Regions from separate parts of the Sus scrofa genome. Here all the other regions are linked to region 2. Evidence: chromatin contacts called from public HiChIP or PLAC-seq data. All regions are on one chromosome and are shown on one strand. Each heading gives the region's core, a stretch centred on a gene start, on an enhancer-like site or on the middle of the called end of the contact. The rest is flanking DNA. Distances are from core to core; before and after follow the strand shown.

The links. HiChIP or PLAC-seq counts read pairs in DNA pulled down with a chosen protein or histone mark.
Region 1: an H3K27ac HiChIP or PLAC-seq map of alveolar macrophages shows a contact between it and region 2. The contact joins the promoter of ZMYM3 here to the promoter of OGT in region 2. A contact is called at or near these places in 1 of 5 promoter capture datasets (fetal liver), 1 of 47 Hi-C or Micro-C datasets (alveolar macrophages) and 1 of 2 datasets of contacts at active chromatin or transcription factors (alveolar macrophages).
Region 3: an H3K27ac HiChIP or PLAC-seq map of alveolar macrophages shows a contact between it and region 2. The contact joins the promoter of LOC100620825 here to the promoter of OGT in region 2. A contact is called at or near these places in 1 of 5 promoter capture datasets (fetal liver), 1 of 47 Hi-C or Micro-C datasets (alveolar macrophages) and 1 of 2 datasets of contacts at active chromatin or transcription factors (alveolar macrophages).

Annotation. Positions count from the first base shown.
Region 1 is chrX:57,276,328-57,280,692 of Sscrofa11.1, forward strand. It overlaps ZMYM3 (zinc finger MYM-type protein 3), which reads right to left and starts at 3,100. Exons shown (of 25, transcript XM_021080504.1): 1 at 3,072-3,100; 2 at 564-1,249. The coding sequence starts at 1,230.
Region 2 is chrX:57,519,450-57,524,136 of Sscrofa11.1, forward strand. OGT (O-linked N-acetylglucosamine (GlcNAc) transferase) reads left to right here and starts at 1,723. Exons shown (of 22, transcript NM_001039748.2): 1 at 1,723-1,939. The coding sequence starts at 1,903.
Region 3 is chrX:57,365,626-57,369,979 of Sscrofa11.1, forward strand. It overlaps LOC100620825 (rho-related GTP-binding protein RhoG-like), which reads left to right and starts at 2,476. Exons shown (of 3, transcript XM_005659070.3): 1 at 2,476-2,598.

The DNA of each region.
Region 1 (4,365 bases), core at 1,850-4,349, 240 kb before region 2:
AGACCCCGATCTCTGCCTGGGAGAGGCACGATAGGCAGAATTGGGGAGAAATGAGAGCCTCTCAAGTCTAGGCTGGCCCTCCCCTATCAGGCACACAATCCTAGGCCCTGCATGTCTACCATTCCTCTGAAATCACTATGCACTTGGTGGCTCCAGAACCTAGTTATCATTCATCAGACCCAGAACAAAACAGCTGGAAAGATCTTAGAACCACAAAGCCTGGTGTCCTCCCCAAATCCTGAGGGAAGGACCCTAGTACCAAAAGCCTACTTGGGGAAAAAAAAGGGAACCTCTTCCACCAAATCCACTCTTCTCAACCCACTCCTTGAGACCTCATCCCTATTCCTCCTCCACAGTCACTGAGCTTCCCTCACTCCTACTCCCTTTAATCTCCTTCACTACACCCCACTCCTCCCTTCCAAACCCCCAACTCCTCCATTCCTTCCTAACCTTATCTCTCCACCCTCCCCCCACCCCACTTCCTCCCCAAACACACAGCCACCCTCCTTATCCCCCCGACCCTCTCTCTTCACCTTGATTTTCCAGCTGATCAGGCAACCTACCTGGCAAGGAAGGGTGTGCAGGGGGGCTAGGGCCCCCAGGTTTGGTCTGAGCACTGTTGATTCCATCCCCCAGAGTCTCTCCCACTGAAGGGCTGGGGGGGCCATTTGGGCTCTGTGGCTGCCCTTGAGGAAGCTCCTCCTCCTGCTCAGGGGAGCCCCTTCTCCCAGTAGCTATGGAGGTGGTCTCCTCCTCTTCAATATGTGGGGACTGCAGGGTTATTGGAGAATCTGGAGCCAAAGGTTCTAGTAGCCCCTCAGGTGAAGAGGGGTTTGCCCCAGCCCCTGGGTTAGGTGGCACCACCTCAGGGGTCTGGCCCCCTGGTCCAGGCTCTAGGGTCTGATCTCCTGCATCCCATGCAAGGGTCCCCTCCGGACCATGGTCCACCTCTGGGGGGGAGGGAGCTTTATAGAGCAGCCCCCCCAGCCCCAGCAGCTCAGTGGCTCCATCCAGGACTCCAGGGTCTTTTTCCAGGCCAGCAGGGGTATCAAGCAGGTCCAGGGCTCCTGAGGATGGAGAAGGGCCAGGGGGCGCCCATCCTCGAGTTGGGGCAGTCTGGGATTCCAGTAGATCCTCTCCAAATTCCATGTCTACTGGAAGGTCTCCAGCCAGGGGCTTCTCTGGCAGGGTCAACGGGTCAAACGGACTGGGGAAATCACTGGGGTCCATGAGGATGACTGGATATGGGCTGCAGATTAGGGGTAGAAGAGGGGGTAGGGGTAGAAGAGGGGGCAGAAGAGGTGGTCTTCGCCAGAATTCCTTCTAATACAGGCTCTGGGACACACCCCATTATCCACTTGGATTTCTCCTGAATCGCCCCCAACACAACCGACAAACCTTTCCAAAGGCTTTAGTCCAAATGACCACTCCCCCCCTCCCAAATACAGCGCCCCCTGTGGGGAGAGGCGTTCCCCGCCCTGGCCCAGTGCCCACACTCGCCGGGCAGGCTGTCGTTCCACTCGCCGCGTACCCCCGCCACCCCACTGCAACTCCCTGATCCCCTCCCCCTTCACCTTTCACTCCCCCCGCCCAACTCGGGCTGAACGCCCCCTTAGAGTCTCCTAGGGCCGTTGCCACCGGGAGCCTTTCCCGCCCCCGCGATTTCAGTTTCTATCCCCTCCCCTCTCTCCTAGAGCCCCCCAGCTCCCCAGTCTTTACCCACCCTGTCTGGCCCCACCCCCACCTCCCCGCGTTGCATGGTCCTCTCAGCCCTTCCCTCGCCCCCACAAACTGCCCTTCCTAACCCCTCCCCCCAGTTACCTTTCAGGGTCGCCCACTTTCTCAGCCCCGTCCCCTTTTCCTAGAGCTCTCCCAGTCCTCCTCCTGTTGCCCACCCCCCACCTCAGGCATTTACAGGAAGACATTTTGGAGCTACGATCTCTCCTTGGACCCCCCCCCCTCCCGGCTACTGCGAGTTCCCGCCTGCAGGTTCGGTTCGGCTTGATCAGGCCCGACCCCTACCTGCGGCAGGGTTAGTGTAACCGCTACAAGCCTAGAACTGCAGACAGCGACGGCCCCGCGCTCCTTCTCCACCTCCCTCCCTAGCAGCCGGGACAGGGGTCGCGGCCCCTTTAAATGGCAGCGCCGCTCACAGCGCCCAGCGCTCTGCACCAGGCGGGCGGGCGGCGCCAGCAACCAACCCCATTGGCTGGCTCGTGGAGGGGGCTCGCGAGACAGCGCCGGCCCCCGGCGCGAGACTCCCAGCCCAGTGGACGCCTGGAAATTGCGGAGTGGAACGTAGGCACTGGAGATGGAGCTTGAGCCCCCGCCCGGGGCCCCGTTAGTTGAGAAGGAAAAGCTAGCCTCTGGAGCTCAGAAGCCCGCCCCCCGGGAAAGGCGGCACCCCCTTTACACCAAAGGGCCGAGTACAATAACCCACAAAAAACAGATCTACGCACCTGCTTCCCTTACCTGGCTCAAGAGTCTGGCCCCCCGTCACACCCGTGCCCGCCCTATCTCCTGGAGCCCACTCTACCCGTGATCCCCTCCTCTCATTCAAATGGTTCCCGGTCCCCTCCCCCTACCCGTGTCTCTCTCCGCTTCCCACTCGTGTTCAACCCCCCGGCGTCCGCCCCCCTCAACAGTCCCTACCTACGCCATGCAGCAGGCGCCTGCCAAGATTACCCTCCCCCCAACCCCACCTCTCCGGGGCCCGCCCCCTGGGCGACTGCTGGGGTAATGAGTGACAGCGGAGGGTGGGGGGAGGCAAAGGACCCAGCCCTCACGTGCCCCTCCTCCCCTTGTCTGCAGCCTCGGGCCCCCCTAACCATTCTGAGACTCATAGTTGTGGGGTGTCTTAAGCCTGGTCTCCAGCTACCCAGGGCGGGTTAAATGGCTCTGGCTCAGTGACAACGCCTATGCAGTAACCGTTACTGCCTGATGACCCCAAAACCAGGTCCTGCAAAGACACTCCCCTACTCCTTCCACGGTCTTAGGGTAAGTTCTGGGATCTTCTCCCTGAGTCTTCCCGCAGGAGCCCCCTGCGTTATCTCTTCTGTAGTTTTCCTCACCAAGGCCGACAGTCCTCCTTCCTCCTTTCTATCTCTTGTCTGTCTGTCTCTCTCTGTCTCTCCTTCCCTCCCTCCCTCTTTTTCTGTCCTTGTCCCTCTCTCCCTCTCCCCGCCTCCTTCTCTGGCGCGCTCTCTCTCTCTCCCGGTCTCTTTTTGTCTCGTCTCTGTCTCTCTGGCTCTCTTATGCACGAGCACGCACGCGCGCGCGCACACACACACTCCCCCTCCTGGATGGTCCTTAGCGTGTGGGTGTGGCTGGGGTTGAGGCTGGAGAAGTGGGGTAGGGGGAGGGGGCATTAGTATTAGGCCTACTGGCTTTAAAAAATGTGTGCCAGGATCCTTTCTCAGTCCCCATCAGAGTTAGGGCACTTTCCAATCCCCCCTCTCCACTTTCCCCCTCTGACCCTTAAGGGCTGAAGAGTATTTGGTGTCTGAGATACTAGAAGAGGCTCAGGCTGGACAAGAGTCCCGCCACATTTTTAGAAATACACGTAGGTTTGTTGTCCAGTGCTTGCTCTGGCGTGCCTCTTGCTCTGGGCCTTTCTTCTTTCCCATACTAAGCCTTTCCTAGCCTTATAGTCCTTGGGAGTTTTATCCTCCCTTGTCTCATTCACTTTCCCAGAAACCTTATCCTTCCTGTTCCCCCCATGGCCTTGAGGTTATCTTTGCTCTCTCCCATATACAGAGATAAAAGCAAGAGTTTTCCCATTCAGGTTTTCCAAGCCCAGCCTTTTCTTTACCTTAACCAGTATTCTGTGTACCCATCTCCCACCTTCTGGTTATTTCTGTGTCCTTTTACCTCCTTTTGGATTTTCACTTTGTTGCATCACAGTTGGGCCGCCTCGTTCTTTTGTATTGCCTGCCCTTCTCAACACATGCTTGGATCTCTGGCTTCTCTGGTGGTGGAGAATGCCTGGTTTCAAGTTGAGGGGAGACAGTCTAAAGGGGGCATTGATGGTGTGTATTCAGAGGCAATGTGTGTGAGCTCTGGAGACCAGGATTCTAATCTCCACTCTGCCTGCTTTTTAGCCATTTGATTTTGGATACATCACTTGTCAAGTCACTAGGTCTTATTTTTCTCATCTTTAAAACAGAGATAAGAAAACAATCTAAATGTACGGTAGGAGGTTGGGCAAATCAATTTTGGTTATATTCATACAGTGGATGTAGTCATTAACAACAATATTTTTTAAAAAGCTAATGAGGCAGAGCAGAGGAATTTCTGGGCAGTGAAACTATTCTGTATGATACTATAGTAATGAACACATGTTATGATACATTTGTCAGAACTCAT
Region 2 (4,687 bases), core at 473-2,972:
CCCTCACCTCCCAGCTTTCCACAGCAGTATCCTTTGACTCTTTTCTCAGGATAAAGAAACTTAGACTACAGTATAGCCTGCCTGGTTGGGAACCTGACCTGGCATTTAACAAGAAGAAGAGTTTTACTTAATTAGTTAGCACCCACTAATCAGTAAGGCCTAAACATCTGCCAGTGGAATCTGAGAAGTCTGTTCTAAAAGTTGAAAAGCTGATTTTATTCACCACAGATGGAGCACTTACAGTGGCGGGGGTTAGAGGGGTGCGGTGGGGGCGGTGGAGAAAAAGGTTTTACCAGTTAAATCAAATTAAGAGAAGAGGTTGGTGCACATTTTCTAGGAGAGTTTGTGTAGTGAACTTTGCCTTTTTCACAGCATCTGACTTTCAATTATGGATGTGATGGAAGAAATGATCAATACTACAAATTTCCTCGGTGCTCATATCTATAATTAACAGTTTGTGAACTGTCTTGAAGGAATTGAAGCAAAATTTGAGGATTTTTTTTTTTTTTAGTGTGGTCAGATGGCTAGGTAGTAGAAATGTTTTGAAGAAATTCACTGACTTGTTTTCTTAGATCAAGGACTTTTTTTTTAAATTAATAAAAGAGGCTCTGAGAGATGCAACTTGTTGCCTCCATTGGTTTATAATAATTTCTTGTGAATGTGGCAAGCTACCTTAAATCCTTTCTGGAACAAGAGATATAAATTAATACCAATGTGACAAAATGTCTAAACAGTGGACTTGAAACTGCAGGAGGATCATATAGAACTGATTTGTTCAAGGAAGTAGAGGCAATTTAGTTTCAATCTGCATGTGTGGTTTAGGTAGATGGCAAATGAATCCATTTATCATTGTTGAGCTGCCTTGAGCTAAATGCTATCACCGTTTGTAACGATTTGCAAAGCTATGTGGTGGAAATGAAATCACAATTCAGAAGAGAGTCGTGGATTTTGATGAATATGAATCATCTTTAACATTTTTATGGCTGCTGCTTTGGAGTGCAAACTCTCAGCGAGTCCCTGAGTTATGAAGCATTTGCCCTACGGAATTCTCTGGGTAGAACTATCCTGAATACCAAAAGGTTTTGGAAATTTCGGGCTATATGGCCAAAACGTGAGATTCTTGGGTTCATTTGGCCCTGTGAAACTTTTTCATCAAAGTGTTTAAATCAATGGCTGGAATCAGAACTAAGACGTATTCAAATTGAAACCCTCTCTGCCACCGTTTTAAACGTCAGCCTTGGAAATCTAGCCATTTAAATTTACTTAGAATTGATTCAACAGCCTTGTAACTCTTCCTTTCCGTACGACTAAAGTTGATGAAACTTTTCTAGACGCCTTTGGCATCTCTTAAAAATCTACATTCCTGGCTCGGTAATAGACTAGACTTCCCCACTTCGGCAAAAATGTATCCGTCCTGTGTATACGTTTCTTTTTACCCTTCCGCTCCGCTAGTAGAAAACTTGGACGCTCCCGCCCCAGACAGTGCCCTAACCGGGTCGGGTTGACAGGGTTGCTCGCATGCGCTCTCGACACAATCGTGTTTGTCGCAATGGGCCCTGCGCGGAAGGTTACATAGGAGCAAGTGACTTTGATTATAGTCATTTTGTTGGTTGCGCTGGTTACCGCGCTACTTCCGCGCTGGTACTTGATTGTAACAGAAAGTAGTTCCGGCCCGTGTTGTTTCGGCCGAGGAGCCGTCGCCGCCATTTCAAGACCGTGAGAGGTAGATGGCCAACCAGAGTTCTTAAGGTTCGAAGCCTGTAACTGTTGCCGCCTCTTAAGCCTGCCAAAGCACTGGTACGGCTGCTGCCCTCTTACTACTACCTCTAGAAACATTCTTGCCAGTAGTGGCGGCAGCGGGACTCAATTACCCTTTTCTCGCTTTTCCTAAAGAAGCTCCAGATGGCGTCTTCCGTGGGCAACGTGGCCGACAGCACAGGTACCGGTGTCCCTTCTACCTTGGCAGACGCCCCCTTGGGGTCTCGCGCCGTCCTCTGCCTCTCATCACTCCCTTCCTTCCCTCTAGCCATCCCCATTACATCAGTGGCATCGCTGAGCTTTTCGTCGTCTGCCGGCATCTGATCGGGGTTTCCGCTGTCGTCCGTTCTTCAAACATTTCCTCTTGCTTGCTGGCTTTTCGCTTCCTTTCTTGCTTTGTAATCCTATACATTTGCTAGCCTTCTACTCTCTCGGGACGCTTCTTTTCACACGTGCGCGCTTAGAATGTCTCGGAATGGACTGCATTGGAATCCCTGTCCTTCTCGCTGCCTTTCACTCTCCTTGGCAGTCGTTTTCTCCCTTAATTCAGCTCACCGCCCCCTCCTCTTCCTCCTCCACCCTGCTCCCCTTAGCCCAATTTGGTGCTCCTCTGTCAATCGAGGGCGGGGGTGCCGGTCCGATGTAATCGTATCCTCACTTTGCATCACCCAAGGACGAGCCCAGGCTCCTGGGTGTGCTCCGAGTAATCTCGAGCCCAGGGGCTTTTGAGCAGTGCCCCGCCGGGCAGCGCCTTTCTGCCGGGCTTTCGGTTGAGCGAGCGGCCCCGGTTTCGATTGGAAATTTCCAGGGGTTCCTTTTGCCATCGTCCGATTCCACCCGCTGCCCCCAGCCTGGATTTCCCACCCTGTCCACCTCCCTCCCCTCCCGCGGGGAACCACACCCTTTCCTTCGCGAGGTTGCCAGCCTTGCGGTCCACTTCCTACCCTTGGGGAGAAACCACCCTGGTGCCGGGGCTTTGGCGTTGACCACCCTGCCCGCCCGATTCTCGCTTTGTGTTACTTTCTCCCTGTATTCCTCCGCCGCCGCCTCTGGGTCTTTCATCCCCATTCTTTAGCCCGGTATTTCTTTATTCATAGGGGGTGTATTTTTTTTAAGTTTTCATCCCCGCTTGAAGAGTTTGTAAAGCAACTGGAGTGTAGCTGCACAAGAGCAAGGCGGTTGCCCTTTCAGACAATTAGTCGAGAGCATTTGGTACTAAAAATAAGAAAACAACCAAATTACAGGAGTGTCCTTCGTCTGCCTTTCCATATTGAGGCTATTTGGAGCGGGGGGGGGGGGACCGGGCTGCGGTTCTAAGGTTTCCCACGAGGTTATTATTATTATTATTTTTTGGTTGGTTCCCTCAGTTGAGATGTGTCAGGGTTTTTTTTTTTAATTGTTTTTGGACATTGTGCAGTAAGAAGTGAATCTTCAATTGTGTCTCATCCATGATCGTAGGTAGTGGGATTAATAATTAGTGTTCCCCTCCCTCTCAGGGATTTTTAAAGATTTAAGATTCTGTCCTAGATTCTTCTGTACTAGCTTGCCCTTTTCTACGTGTTATTTTATTTGAGGAAGTTGTCATTTCCAGTGTTAAAATAGCAGATAAGCGGCTTTGAAAAATTGATAAAGTAATGTGTTAAAATAAGGAGCTCGGAAGTTCTAGAGGCTTGTCTAGTGATTTTTTAGTTTCTATTAGAGATATAACGTCCCCTAGATTTGGATGCAGGTCTCTCTTATGTTAGTGGTCAGCTGGCTGTGCATCCTCTTAGGGAATTTACTTAGCTTTCCTGAGAATACAGTTCACTCCTCAGCTCTAACGATTGGGGGGTCTAGGCTCAAATTTGAGCTTGTTACATAGACCTTGGTAGAATTTTATATAATTTGTACATGGTTTCCCACTCTATCTAGGGAAAGTGCTGTGGTCAGATTCCCAGTAATGTATCATTGTTTTAAGTATTTACAATTGAGTCTTAGGCAGCTTGTTGTTGTTTTCCCTCTCTGGGCTTTAGCTGTACACCCCTTATCTTTATGTATCTAAACCAAGTCACTTACACACAGCAAAGTGCTTTCATTTATTATTCATCCTGTCGCACTTTATCAAATGGTTTTATATTTTATCGTTTTCCCATTCTTTAAAAAAAAATCATTGCAGTTCTAAGTAACTGCTTGGTTTATACAAGGTTGTTTGCAATGTCTTAATCCTTTAGTCAGCACCAGAGCTTTTTGGAAAATGCTGGTGTTAAACCAGTGTGGGTGGGATTTAGCTAAATTGGTCTCAGTGTGAGTTGGGGGTGGTAGAGGAACAATATAACCTTGGGTCTTTATTTAAAATGTTTGATGACCCCTTTAATATTTTGGCTCTTGACAGATGAATCCATTTTGTTTATCAGCTGTTTTAAAAATAGCACCTTGACTTTTAGTTTTTTTTCCCCTTATGTTTGTTTCTAGTGTCGCCCTTAAAATAATTAAAAAATTAAGTTGTGAAGTAACAAAAAACAGTATAATTTTAAGAGTAAAACACGCATTTGCTGTCCCCACCCAGGTTAAGAGATAGATTGTTACCAGTACCCCATCCCCCACAAATCCAACCTAAAACAAGGGACAAAGTGTTAAGTTTCCCAGTAGGTTATTCTGACATTAACTCTATGTGACCTTGCAAATCACATGTTTTATACTTTGTTTCTGTATGTTAACTATGGTATAAGAAATGTTTAGTGAATCTTTAGATGCTACTTCTGATTTATAATTTAAAAGCACAAAGTATTTTTTTGGTCATAAAATGTAATCTCATTTGGGAGTAAATATTTCTATCTAGTCTGGGAAAGAAAGTTAATGGATAAAAAAATGCCAATTCTGCACCTGATATTAACTTGTGGGTATCAGTAACGTGCAGAACACTCTAGTGCTTTACATAGTTTCAAGCGTT
Region 3 (4,354 bases), core at 1,226-3,725, 150 kb before region 2:
ACGTATGTTAAAAAAAAGATGTACTACAATAACACTAGTCAAAAAAAAGGGGGAGGAGGAGTTCCCATTGTGGCTCAGCAGTAACAAACCTGGCTAGTATCCCCATGAGGGCGGGTTCAATCCCCTGCCCTGTTCAGTGCGTTAAGCATCTGGTGTTGCCTGAGTTGTGGTGTAGTTTGCAGACCTGGCTCGGATCCCGGATTGCTGTGGCTGTGGCGTAGGCTGGCAGCTGTAGCTCCAATTTGACCCCTAGCCTGGGAATCTCCATATACTGCAGGTGCAGCCCTACAAAAAGACAAAAAAAAAAAAGGTGGAGGAACTATATTAATATTGGACAAAGTAGCTTTCAGAGCAAAGATACCAGGAATAAAGAAGGTAATTTCATAATGACAAAGGGGTCAATTAGAGGACATAACAATTCCAAAAGTTTGTGCACCTAATATAAAAGCTAAAAAAAATACAGGAATCAATAACTGATAAGCCTGCAAGGAGAAACAGACAAATCCACAATTTATTCTAGTTAGAGATTTCAATACATTTTTTTTTTCCGGACATGCCTGAAACATGCAGAAGTTCCTAGGTCAGGGATCAAACCTTCACCACAACAGTGACCCTCACCACAGCAGTGACAATGCTGGATCCTTAATGAGCTGAGCCACCAGGGAACTCCAACAATTACTCTTCTCTTAATAATCTTTAGGAGTAGGCATAAAATCAGCAAGGATATAGTAGAAATCAACAACACTATCAACCAAATTGTCCTGGTTGACATTTACAGAACACCCAATAACAGCAAAATATACATTCTTTTCAAGTGTACATGTACATGGAGTATTTACCAGGATAGGCTATATTCTATGCCACAAAACAAGTCTCAATGAATTTGAAAGGATTCAAGTCACACAAAATATAAATAATGGAATTTAAATTACCTATCAATAACAGAAGGATCTCTGGAAAATCCTCAAATAGTTTAAAACTAAACAATCCATTTCTAGATAGCATATGGGCCAAAGAAGAAACCAAAAAAGAAATTAGAGGATTTCCTTGGTGGCTCAGCAGGTTAAGGATTGTCACTGCTGTGGATCTGTTACAGCTGTGGTGTGGGTTTTATCCCTGGCCCAGGAACTTCCACATGCCATGGGTGTGGTCAAAATAAAAAAGGAAATTAGAACATATTTTTTTGTTTGTTTGTTTATTTTTTTGGTCTTTTTGCTATTTCTTGGGCCGCTCCCGCGGCATATGGAGATTCCCAGGCTAGGGGTCTAATCGGAGCTGTAGCCACCAGTCTACACCAGAGCCACAGCAACGCGTGATCCGAGCCGCGTCTGCAACCTGCACCACAGCTCACAGCAACACCGGATCTTTAACCCACTGAGCAAGGGCAGGGACCGAACCCTCAACCTCATGGTTCCTAGTCGGATTCGTTAACCACTGAGCCACGACGGGAACTCCAGAACATATTTTGAATTGAATAAAAATGAAACCATACCATGTAATTTATGACATTCTGCTAAAACAAGAGTTCGGGAGTGATTTTGAAGCACTAAACAGCTGCATCAGAACAGAAGAACGACTCAAATCATTAACTTCAGCTTTCACTTCAGTAAAAAGAAGACCAAATAAAACTGAAAGTATAAGAACAAAAATAATGAAGATCAAAGTGGAAATCAGTGAGACAGAAAACAAAAAAAAAAATAGAGAAAATCAACAAAATGGTATTCTGGTACACGTGTTCATTGCAGCATTATTCACAATAATCAAAATTTGGAGACAGGAGTTTCTACTGTAGTGCAAAGAAACTGACGGCGTCTCTGCAGCGTCAGGGCGTAGGTTAGCTCCCTGGCCCGGTGCAGTGGATTTAAGGATCCAGTGTGCCTCCCAGGTCGGAGATGCTATTGCAACTGGTGTTGCCATGGCTGCGGCTTACTCCTCAACTGCAGCTCGGATTAGACCCCTTGCCCGGGAACTTCCACATGCCACAGGTGTGGCCACAAAAAAGAAAAAAAAAAGTAATATATTGAAAACTATTAATGGTACAATTTAAATGAGGGAATTGTATGGTATGTGCATTTGTATCTCAAAGTTGTTAAAAAAAAGAGTACATACTGCACGATTCCATTTACATAAAAGTCTAGAAAATGCAAACTAATATATGGTGACAGAGACCATAATTTTTAAAATCGCTTTCATTTTTCTTAACAGTTTTTCAGTCCCCTGACTGCCTCTTTATGTCTTGAGGAGAAAACAGGGCTCGGAGGAGGAGATGGTCTCACTTGGTCAAGAGTTTGTAAAGCCCGGGGACCTCCGAATCGAGGAACTGGTACTGGGGCCTAGACCCCAGTAATCTTTGATTACCCAAAGGTGTAGTTTAGAAGCCTGTGATTTGCAGACCGCGAGGCAAACGCTAGAACTCCATTTCCCACGAGGTCTCGGGGCACCGGGTGGAGACTTCGTCCGACGATGGGGGCGGCACTCGGTCGCTACCCGGATGTAGCGCCTAGCCCGCGGAGCCTGCCCTGCCCAGCCCAGCAAGAGACGCCCGGGAGGCTTTACCCGCTGCGGTTGAACCGTGCAGGAGGACGACCACTTTGCTGGGTAATCCTTATCGAGGACCACCCCTAGGAGGTCCCCTCGTCCACTCTTTTCTCCTTGAGTCTCCCCATCCCCAGGACAGTTACCTTAGTATAGGATGGAAGGGATTCGAGGGTGGGATGCGTTGTCTGTATATCGGAGGAGATTGAGCCAGCTCTTCGTGTTTGTGAATCCAGCGTTAGGCACCTATCCGTCCCGGGCTCACGAGTCCATCGGAAGTCCCAGAACCACCTACCCTCTGTGGAAAGGGTGTGAGGGAAGTGCCGAGCGGGCTTGTGATGGCTATCGATGGGTCACTAGGATTGCCACCCGTTAAGTTTCCAGGCGCAGGATACTCTCCCCTGTCTTGGGGTTGGGGAGTGTACACATGGCTTCCGTCGCTCCCTAGTGTGCTGAAGTCGTCTGTGCCTGTTCTTGAACCAGAGAAGTTAGTCTTTAATGTGAAAAAGCTTCCTGGATTTAGTAGATAACTAAGTTGCAGAAAGTAGTGACAAAAAATGGGGAGTCTTCTGAATTGTTTTCGGTTCAAAAAGAGTTATTTCAAGTGGATTAGATCTATGGAAAAGGGTGAGACTGGAGGAGAATGTACTAGAAACGGTAATACTTTGAGCTGCTTTCTTGTCTTGATTGTTCCTGGGTCTTTTATGTGGTGTGTCTAACCTAGGAGAAAATTGACTGCTAGGCAGTGTACATGTGAAGAAGGATGTTTTGTCAGATGAGATTGGATGATTTATTTTTTTTCCCATTTTTTAAAGTTTTGTTGAAGTACAGTTGATTTACAGTGTTGTGATAATTTCTGCTATATAACAGAGTGATTCAGTTATATACATGAACATATCCATTCTTTTTCAGATTCTTTTCCTCTATAGGGAGATTGGAATATTTAGAAGAAACTAGAATTACAAGGTTAAAAGTGAGTGACTAACTTGGAAGGGAACCTTCTGAGGTATTGGTTTCTGCAACTTCAGGCTTCTTCCAATTTCCAATCCTAGAGGCATACTTAATGATCTCTGAGCTGATCTGATGTCTACTTCACAGTGCTACTGTGAAGCTTAAATAAGATATGTGAAAGTATTTTGCACAGTGCCTGTAACAGCCTTCCCCATAGCAACTTATTTTCCTGTGGGCCATTCATTACTGTGTATTACTGTTTGCCTTTTTAGAAAAGTCCTGCCTTTTCCATAGGAGTATGAGCTTCTATCATAATTTTTAACCTTTTTTTGAGTCCCTCTTAGCAGTGCATTGTGCATATTAGCACCTGCCAGAGTGTGTGGGTGGTGGTGATGAGGAGAAAGCTGTAGGTGATCATAGCTGGGCAGCCTAGTGATGGTGGATCTGGGAGCTGAACGAAAGAAGCTTTTCTCATATAAGTGATGAACAAAGTATTGGCTTTTCTCAGAGCTCCCAGCTGTTTAAAAACATACTCTTATTTTTTTGTATTTTTAACCATTTTAAGTGTACAGTAGTGTTAACTATCTGCACATTGTTGTACAACAGATCTCTATAGAGTTTTTTCCTCTTGAAAAACTGAAACTCTGTATCCCTTAAACAACTCCCCATTTCCCCCTCCCCCAGCCCCTGGCAGCCGCCATTCTTTGTTTCTATGAATTTTGACTCTTCTAGATACCTTATATAAGGGGAATTGTAGTATTTGGCTTTTTGTGACTGGCTTATTTCACTTAGCATAATGTCCTCAAGGTTCATCTATGTTGTAGTGTATGAAGAGATTTCCTTTTTCTTTTTAAGGCTGAGTAAAATA